Regions from separate parts of the Mus musculus genome. Here region 1 is linked to region 2. A link is a contact called in public HiChIP or PLAC-seq data. All regions are on one chromosome and are shown on one strand. The core of a region is the stretch at or near the end of the contact, and the rest is flanking DNA. Distances in the headings are between cores, read along the strand shown.

Region 1 (4,884 bases), core at 1,315-3,814, 190 kb after region 2:
GCCTTACATCCATATAGAGAAGTGTATACACGTGTGCAGCTTGATCAGTCCTCACACACGGAACAGCCACACGCTCGCTCATACCCAGCTCTAGAAGAGGAAGGCTAAGCCCTTCATTTTATTTTGAAGGAGTTCTGTAGACAACTTACATGGAATTCTAGGGCCTGGAGAAATGGCACAGCAGTTTTAAGAGCACTTGATTCTCTTCCTTAGGACCCCAGCTGTTTCCTAGACCAGACTGCTCACAGCTTCTGTCTCTAGTGCCCCCTTCTGACCTCCTTATACTTGTCCACATGAACCACCCCCAAGTAAATACAGTAAAAAAAAAAAGGTACAAAACCATGTTTCTGAACTGTTAGTATGATATAGCTAAAACTTTATCTTTTTTTTTTTTTTTTTTTTTTTTCTGACTCATTTTAGGAATACCTGGATAGTGGCTGGAATTTGAACAACATGCCAGTGATGGAGCAGTCTGTCCTTGCTCATATTACTGCTGATATATGTGGCATGAAACTCCCCTGGTTGTATGTGGGCATGTGCTTTTCTTCATTCTGTTGGCACATTGAAGACCACTGGAGCTATTCAATCAACTACCTACACTGGTGAGAATTCTTTATGGAGTCTGTGAGGACTATCTAAGCTGGGCAGGAAAGAAAACTTTTTCTTTCAGAAATGTGTTCATGACTGAGAATTTCAAGTTCCATTTGTTTTAGCTTCTGTTACCTTAGGTTTCCTATCTGATTAGGTCACTTGACTTCTACATAGTCCTCTGAAATCATACACTATTTTGCAAGTATAGGATGTTTCTAGGAATAGTATTTATGAACAAGTTACACACACACACACACACACACACACACACACACACACACACACACACACCGCTGTCTACCAGAATTCTCATTTGATGTCATGGTAACCTCTATATCCCTTTGGGGAGGAGCATGGACTTGGGACTATCAGTTTCCTTTTGTTGTGCTGATTTTTTGACATCATAACACTTAGAATACCTCTCAAATCTGTGCAGACATTTATTACTTTATTATCTAAACTTTTCACCTAAAGCCTTTTTTTCCCTACAGCTGTAATACCCTCACCTTATTTCTTCTACTTTCACATGCAAAAGTATTTTAAAATTCCTAACTCACTTGAATCCTACAGAAAATGTACCACAAGAACGAGAGCTGGCACTTGGATGGTCAACATGATTGTGCTTCCCCTGGCATTACCCAGCTGTAACAGGAAGATGATGTTTTATATACCTCACAGAGATGGCACTGATTAATTGGTTAACAATTTAAAGTGTTTTGAAGAATAAGGGTTGTTTAGAAATAATTGCCTTATTCGTATTTGATGTAAGCTTTTTTTTTCACCAGAATGGGCAAGGAAAAAGAAGATGGAAGTTGCAGGCCTTCTTGGTTGCTGTAGGGAGGGAGCTGTAGTAACTGTGCTGAGTCAAATGTGATTCCTTATCTTTTTAGAAACTCTAAATTCTCCCATGTTTGTAGAGTAGGATCTGGGAGGACCTCAATCCCATCTTCGCAGTGGTGGGAAATGCACTGAGTGTTCCACTCCTGCTTGTCCTGATACTTGTTTGATTTGAACGTTTGTTTGTAGGTCAGAAGAATATGATCTAGTTAACTGTTGCTGTGTGTTATGCTACAAATTAATGGATTCTGATCTTTTTCTAGGGGTGAGCCAAAAACCTGGTATGGAGTTCCAGGCTACGCTGCTGAGCAGCTAGAAAACGTGATGAAGAAGCTCGCTCCTGAGCTCTTTGTGTCCCAGCCGGACCTGCTCCACCAGCTGGTGACCATCATGAACCCCAACACTCTGATGACTCATGAAGTGCCTGTATGTCGTGCTGACCTTCTTGCCGCCCCACCCACCGTGCACAGCTTCCCTAGCACCCCTGCTTTTCTTCTTAAAGTTATTTGGTGTTTTCCCCCCCATAATATAACTTGATAACAGAAGCAGCTGCTGGGTGCTTTATAGCAGTCTCCCAGTGGGCCAGATGCGTAGAAACTCTAAACTCCTACATTACTAATGACTTGCTCGGCAGATGAGTAACACTCACTTTAGTCTACCGGTCAGTGAGTGGGAGACTGTATAGCCATGGCCACTAATGGTTTCTGTTCTGTAAGGGTTTTTTTTTTTTTTTTTTGGTTTAAGATTTATTTACTTGTTTTATGTAAGTACACTGTCACTGTCTTCATCTTCACACACCAGAACAGGGCATCAGATTTCATCAATGATGGTTCTCTCCAGCCCCTGTAAGTTTTGTTTATAAGTTTAGTAAACAAAAGATAAAAAGTGACCTGTCAAATGGAAATGAGAATTTACTATGAGAATGGCTAGCTAGTTACAGTTAGAGCTAAGCTCAGGTTTTAAAATCTTTAATATTACAAATTTATAAAGCTTATGAATATAAAAATATAAATTTATAAAGTGCTCTTGACTGAGCCATTTTTCCAGTTCTTGGTGTCAGTCTTCTATGCCTTTTTCCGCTCTAAAAGAGGAAGTTTAGTAGGGATGTTTGTGAGTGCTTATCTAATAAGAACAGGCCCTGGATTTCATTTCCAATACAGCATAAAGAAGTGACAGTGAGGGTTGGAGAGATGGCTCAGTGGTTAAGAGCGCTGACTGCTCTTCTGAAGGTCTTGAGTTCAAATTCCAGCAACCACATGATGGCTCACAAACATCCATAATGAGATCTGATGCCCTCTTCTGGGATGTCTGAAGACAGCTATAGTGTAATAATAAATCCATCAAAAAAAAAAAAGAAGTGACAGTGAATTGTGGGATCTCGTGATTAACCAAAATGGAATGCTCCCCATGACTCATTCTGACGGTGGTGCTGGGAATTGAACCGAGAGCCTTAGAATTGAGATACTAGGTTTACATTTTGTCCTGGTGCTGCTTCGTTGCCAGAGCTGTTTTACATTGCTTACTGAGTCCTCCACCCCCTCAACCCCCCTTCCTCACTCACCTACGGTGTTGTGTGTGTGTGTCTGCATTTGGCTGTTGTTCCTCGGGGATCATCCATCTTGATATTTCAGACAGAATCTCTGAGGACTTTATGGAGGGCCATTAAGAGTGTATTTGTGGACCATAAAGTAATGACAAAAGAACAAAACATTCACTATGTCTTCATTGTTAACATTTCTCTTTGATTTTTCAAGTTTGTCAATATTGGAATAAAATGTAGGGGCTAGATTTAGGGCTTTGGGAAATCAATGGATTGATTTTTCATTCCTGGTCTGGAACTTGCTATGAAGTCTAGATTGTCCTCCAACTCAAGAGATCCTCTTGTCTCTGCTTCACTTACGGCTGAACCTTGGGAGATTCCTGATTGTATCTGTAAAAAAAGATGTTTCTTGCCTCTTAGATGGTTTCTTATTTTTGTGGTAAGAGCACTGACTTCAGTTCAGAGGCTATTTAGTTCTGTTAGTGTGGTATACCACTCCATCTTGTGGCAGAAACCAGATGATTCTAACAGTAATTTTTTCCCCCTCAGTTTTGATATAAGGTGTGTGTGTGTGTGTGTGTGTGTGTGTGTGTGTAGTCCTGTCCTATTTGTCTAGAGAAATCATCTGATAGTTTATGTCTAAATTGCCTTTGAGAATGTTACTGTAAAACCTTAATTGCTCATTCCTGTCTCTGTAGGTTTATCGAACGAATCAGTGTGCTGGGGAGTTTGTAATTACGTTTCCAAGAGCCTACCACAGTGGCTTCAACCAAGGTTTTAATTTTGCCGAGGCTGTTAACTTCTGCACTGTTGATTGGGTATGTGTTATGTATTTGAGCTTTCTCAAATCTTACCATTTTTTTGTGGAAATAGCATAAAATGCTTTAAAAACTGTCACATATCCTTGCTACTCATCTGGATTCCATGCAAAATCTTTTCCATTTTACAGTGAGATAAGACACTGGATAACACAGTGTGTGACAACTCAGACATGCACTGTGTGCATGCCTATGTGCATGCACATGCCTTTGGCCAGAGAATTATAGATAGCTGTGAGTAGCCTGACATAGGTACTGAGAAGTATGCTTTGAATCTCTCTAAAAATCAGCACTTGCTCTTAAGTGCTGAGCCACCTCTCTCAAGATACTTCTTTTAAATTGTACAAATTGTTAATGAAATTTTAGGGGATAGAGCAGTGCTTTGCCTTTTTTTTTTTTTCCCCCAGTGTTGCCATGGCTAGTCCTGAGTTCTTTATTGTAAACCACCCTGCTTCAGCAGGTTTTGGGAAACCTAATTTGTAGCAAGAGTCTTCCTGAAGTGTCTTTTAAAATGGCTAAAGATTTTTTTAAAAAAATATTTATTTATTATATGTAAGTACTCTGTAGCTGTCTTCAGACACACCAGAAGAAGGTGTCAATCCCTTTACAGATTGGTTGCTGGGATTTGAACTCAGGACCTTCAGCAAAGAATAGTCAAGTGTCCTTAACCGTTAAGCCATCTTTCCAGCCCAAGGCTGAAGCTTATTAAAGCTTGCAAACTAGTAACAAATATTCCAGCCTTAAAACTTGGTAGGGTTTCAGGTTAGCACTGTTGTTTGAGGAATAGTACTAACATTACCAGTTAAACTCCACATTACTCGGTAACTCATTATCAATATATCTTTTTCCTAAACCAGTTTTCAAATAAGTTACCTAATGTGATAGACCTTTAGAGCACAACAATAGACCCAGGGCTCTGGGAATCTGAGTCTAATTTAGGGTTGATAAGTGATAGGTGTTTTGACCTATATTGTATTATTTGGTAATATGATATTGTAAGTCAGAAGTCTTTAGAAATTAAAAAAGACTATGTCATTTTCTTGTGCCCTGTGTACAGCTGCCATTGGGCCGCCAGTGTGTGGAGCATTATCGCTTGCT
Region 2 (4,316 bases), core at 111-2,610:
CTAGTCAACTGTTTTTTTTAAAGATTTATTTATTTATTTTATGTATATGAGTATACCATTGCTCTCTTCAGACACACCAGAAGAGGGCATTAGATCCAATTAAGATGGTTATGAGCCACCATGTGGGTGGCTGGGAATTGAACTCTGGACCTCTGGAAGAACAGTGGGTGTTCTTAACTGCTGAGCCATCTCTCCAGCCCCAGGTAATATATTAACAATAGCTAGTTGTTATGAAACTCTATCCATTTGCCAGGCATCATGCAGACACTGCCTTAGTCCTGACAGACCTGAAAGTAGCACCTGAAATGTCCTTAGTCCTGACAGACCTGAAAGTAGCATCATTTCCCTTCGTTTTCAAGGTTAAGTAGTGATTTGGAAGGACTCAGTAATGTGTAAAGATCGGCTGGCTTGGGAAGGAAACTGGATCTACAAGAACCCAGAGTCTATGCTTTTAACCAGAACAAAGTTGACTTCACTCTCCTGGGGCATCCATCTAGCATTTGGTCACCTTTTCTTGCATTTAGAGCAGTAACAGCTGTGCATCGTTTTTTGGAGTATAAGAAAATGAACACTCCCAAAATACTATATTGTGTGGTTCAGTTCCGGCAGAGAAGCACACTATATTGTCTTCTAAGATGTGCCCTCTGGGTCACATGGGAACATGGACTGGCACAGAAAATTGTCAAGCTAGGCTTGTTTGAAATAACTTCTCCCTTTCTGATAAATAACAGGAACCAAAAGTTAAATCAGTTGAGTGAATAGATTCATGGTAGTCGTTCCATACATAGCATACCAGAAGAAGAGAGGGAGGGATTTGGAAAATGGATATAGAAATAGTTTCGGAGCTGTATGGTAGCCCACATTTGAAATCCTAGCATTTGAAAGGCTGAGATAGGATGGCCTCGAGTACAAGGCTCACCTGGGTTGCACAATTAAACCCTTTCTCAAACAAAAATAAAAGTGTGGGTTGGCGTTGTTTAATCCTGCCACTAGGGAGGCGAATCTACAGGGCGAATTCGGGACAGCCAGGGCTACACGGAGAATCCGTGTCTTGGAAAAAGGGGGGAAAAAGTGTTTCTGTACTAGAGATATAGTGGCTTGCCTAGAGGTACAATTCCCAGTACTAAGAGAAGGAAAAAAAAAGTGTTTCGGAGCTGAAAAGCGAGGCCGTGGGGTGGGAAACTAAGATTGCCTTCCCAGCTCCCTACTCCCAGCTCCCTACTCCCCTACACGCGCCCGTCGTAGGCCGGGAGAAGAGGCTTTTGCAGTCCGCCAGTGTAGGGCCAAGCTGGGACAGCCAGAGCCAGCGATTGGTCAGATCAGGGGCGGGGCGGGGCGAGCCTGAGCGCGCCCTGATGATTGGCACGCGCAGGAATGCCTGGATCGGAGCGGGTGAGGTAGCGCCGGGAAGGTGACGCGGCTGCGGAGGTGACGCCGTGCGGTCGCGCGGCCCTTCCGGCGCGGGCAGGGCGCTGAGGATCGGGCGCCCCTCGGCCGCAGGCCGCCTCCAGTGCCGCGGGATGTAGCGCCCGGGCCCGCGGCCCCCAGCAGAGGCAGCCAGCCAGGCCGTAAGTGTCCCGGGGGTGGGCGGGGCGCGGGCCCTGCAGGCTCTGGAGGGGACAGCACGGGAGTGGCCCGCCCCTGGATCGTCGCTCACCGCCCGGCCCTCCGAAAGGTCCTCCGTAAACATTTCCGGCCCCTCCCACCGCGCACCGCCTCCGTTCGGGGGGCTGCTCGCCGCCGTCGGGGCCCGGCAGTCCGCGAGTGCTGTCTCCGCAGCCGCGCGGTAGACGGCCGCGTTCCAGCCCTGCTGGCGACCCCCGGAGTTGAGCCTGCGAGTTGGGTGCGGGAACACCGGCCCTGGGTGGCCGGGAACCCTAAGGCCACCACCGCGATCCGCAGGTCAAACGTGACGGGGCTCCCTCCTGGATAGGGTCGGTCGGGAAGTTGATGGAGACTCGACAGGCCTAAGGTACTACTCAACTAGAATGTAAACAAGATGCCGAAGTGTTGGGAAGGGCCAGATTTCATCTCAGAAATCTAGGGTTGATGGATGCTGGTTTGTTTGAGAATTTGAGTCTCGCACTTGCTTTTAAGAAAATAAAGTGGCTCGCCGTCAGTTTCTGGCGGTTCGTAGTTGAAGAAGCTGGACAAATTTCAGTTTACATAGTTTCAGATGTCAGCGGAGCACTAAGAGACCATGGGATCTTCTATAATAATAATCTGATTATTTCCCTCGGGTCTTTAGCAGACAGACCAGAAAACCCAGCAGTTAAGTTGTGTGGTAAATCAAACGAAGATGGCAATAGGTGGTTCTTTGCAGAACCAAAGCCATGTTGGGATGTGCTCACTGCTTTTTTTTTTTTTCCTTTTGATAATGCAGGGCAGGCTGTGATGGTGCAGTCGCAGTTCCTGAGAGTTTATAGCATCAGTCCACTGCCAGGAACTCAGTCAGATAGGATGGCGCTAAGTGGATTGCAATGTCAGGGTTCCCGGCCTGCAGCCACTGCATTTCTTTATTACAGAAGTAGTTTTTGTGTCCATTTTTTGTGAAAGGTCTTTGAGAAGTCAGTCTTCAAAAGCTGGTGTTATTAGTGAAGTATTAGACATTGGTGTGGGCCTTCAAACACTGCACCTACTCCCGCAGGGTAATCTCCGCTGGGGTGTTCACAGTAGCCCAGAAACGACAAGATTTTTGAGAAAGAAGTAAATGAGTGGCTTTACCCGTGTGAAAGATAAATTAAGGAAGCAGCCTTAATTTCATAGCCTCTGCGCCTCCCTCCCCTCACTCCACCCCCCCCCCCTCACGGCAGGAGGAGGGGAGCGGTCAGCACCTTAAAATGAATGGTAGGCTAAGTTGTGTCACTTCAGAGTGACCTCATTTTCTTAAGCTTCCTGATGGAAAGTGCATTATTCGATGCTCTGGGTAGCCATGCTACCATGTAAACCGCTGTTTACACAACTGTACCCCTGGAATGCCCTGCCTCAGATGTCCATGCCTATCAAATCTTAAGATCTACGAAGTTTTGATCATCTCTACTAAAGTGAAGTTTTTCTTCTCAGTTCCTCCAGCACCTGTTAGCTCTTAGCTTCATAATGATGCTATCAGAAAACAAATTATCACCTAGGTGGAAGGGACGCGTACTTTTAATCGTTATCCCAGCACTTGGGGGCAGAGACAGGTGGATCCCTGAGTTCGAGGCCAGCCTGGTCTACAGATTGAGTTCCGGGACAGCCAGGGCTACAAAAAGAAATCCTATCTCAAAACAACAACAACAAAAAGAGGAAAAGGAGGAAAAATAAAAGAAAATTTTCAATAAACACCCTTAAGATATTTTAAAAATGTGTACAGCTGTTTGGGCCATATGTTAATGCCTGTTGCCCACAGAAGATGGGTTCAAAACTGAACCTATGTGAATGCTAGATATAAAGCAAGGCCCTCTGGAAAAGCAGCCAGTGCTTTTAGCCATTCGGCCATGCTCCAGCCCTCAGCAACCCCCTTTTGGTTGCTGCTTTGTTTTTTTGTTTTTGTTTTTGTTTTGTTTTGTTTTGTTTCTAGACAGAATTTATCTTCGTAGGCCTAGCTGTCCTGAAATTCTGTAAATCAGGCTGGTCTGGAGCTCAGATTTGCCTGCCTCCACCTTCCAAATGCTAGAATCAAAGGTGTGTACCACTACCACCACCGGCCGCCACCTGGCTTAGCAACCCTTCTTAAAGGACCTCACCAACCTGTCCAAGCTCCTTACTCTGCCTTCTCCCTGAAGCAATAGCCAGAACTGTGCATTGTATAGTACTCAATAGATGCTCTCAGATTAAAGGACAGAATTTACCCTGCTGGAGGCAGTTGCATTCTCCCTGTTTCTGTAGGAAGGAAATCCAGGCTGAAGCTCAGACACACCCGGCTAGGTTATCCTGCTTGTCTGCTTGACACTGTGTTAAGTAACATGGAGTTTCTCTTGTTTGGTACTGGTATTCATCAAACTTGTTACATTTTGTCTTTAATGGTCCTTTGTCCCCAGTTGGCTCATCAAACAGTATTCACCATGCTGAACTTCTTCCCATTTTGCTGCTTAGAAATGGGGGTATGACTAATGTTTATAAAGTTTGTAGCAAACTTTATAACTCTGCAAATTGAATTGCAAAGATCTTGAAGATACTCTCTAGTCAAACCAGTTCCAGGTGCTTGGCTTTTAAGCCAGTACCTACCAGTTTCCTTGTGCTTTAGTGGGACCGTGGGGGTGTACAGTTTAAAGTGGGTTTGGGGATAAAGAGTTTTAAAGTAACTTTGGGGGTACACAGTTTACTGTGAGTGCTAT

The links. HiChIP or PLAC-seq counts read pairs in DNA pulled down with a chosen protein or histone mark.
Region 1: a contact with region 2 is called in an H3K27ac HiChIP or PLAC-seq map of the HPC-7 cell line, with 7 times the contacts expected there. The contact joins the enhancer-like site here to the promoter of Adipor1 in region 2. A contact is called at or near these places in 4 of 39 promoter capture datasets (the 3T3-L1 cell line, the HPC-7 cell line, HPC-7-derived erythroid cells and 2 more), 5 of 484 Hi-C or Micro-C datasets (embryonic stem cells, epiblasts, granulocyte-monocyte progenitors and 1 more), 19 of 115 datasets of contacts at active chromatin or transcription factors (the 230-238 cell line, DN3 thymocytes, the HPC-7 cell line and 12 more) and 2 of 9 other capture datasets (adipose tissue and pancreatic islet).

The regions. Positions count from the first base shown.
Region 1 is chr1:134,604,022-134,608,905 of GRCm38.p6, forward strand. Kdm5b (lysine (K)-specific demethylase 5B) reads left to right here. Exons shown (of 27, transcript NM_152895.2): 11 at 421-602; 12 at 1,692-1,854; 13 at 3,667-3,786; 14 at 4,844-4,884. Among named protein-coding and RNA genes, the nearest start is that of Kdm5b, 46 kb to the left of the region's middle. Within about 2 kb of position 2,565, at least 5 of the 459 cell types and tissues checked have an H3K27ac peak or open chromatin away from gene starts, as enhancers often do. A contact at or near this core is called in the HPC-7 cell line, where this site is marked.
Region 2 is chr1:134,414,018-134,418,333 of GRCm38.p6, forward strand. Adipor1 (adiponectin receptor 1) reads left to right here and starts at 1,361. Exons shown (of 8, transcript NM_028320.4): 1 at 1,361-1,568.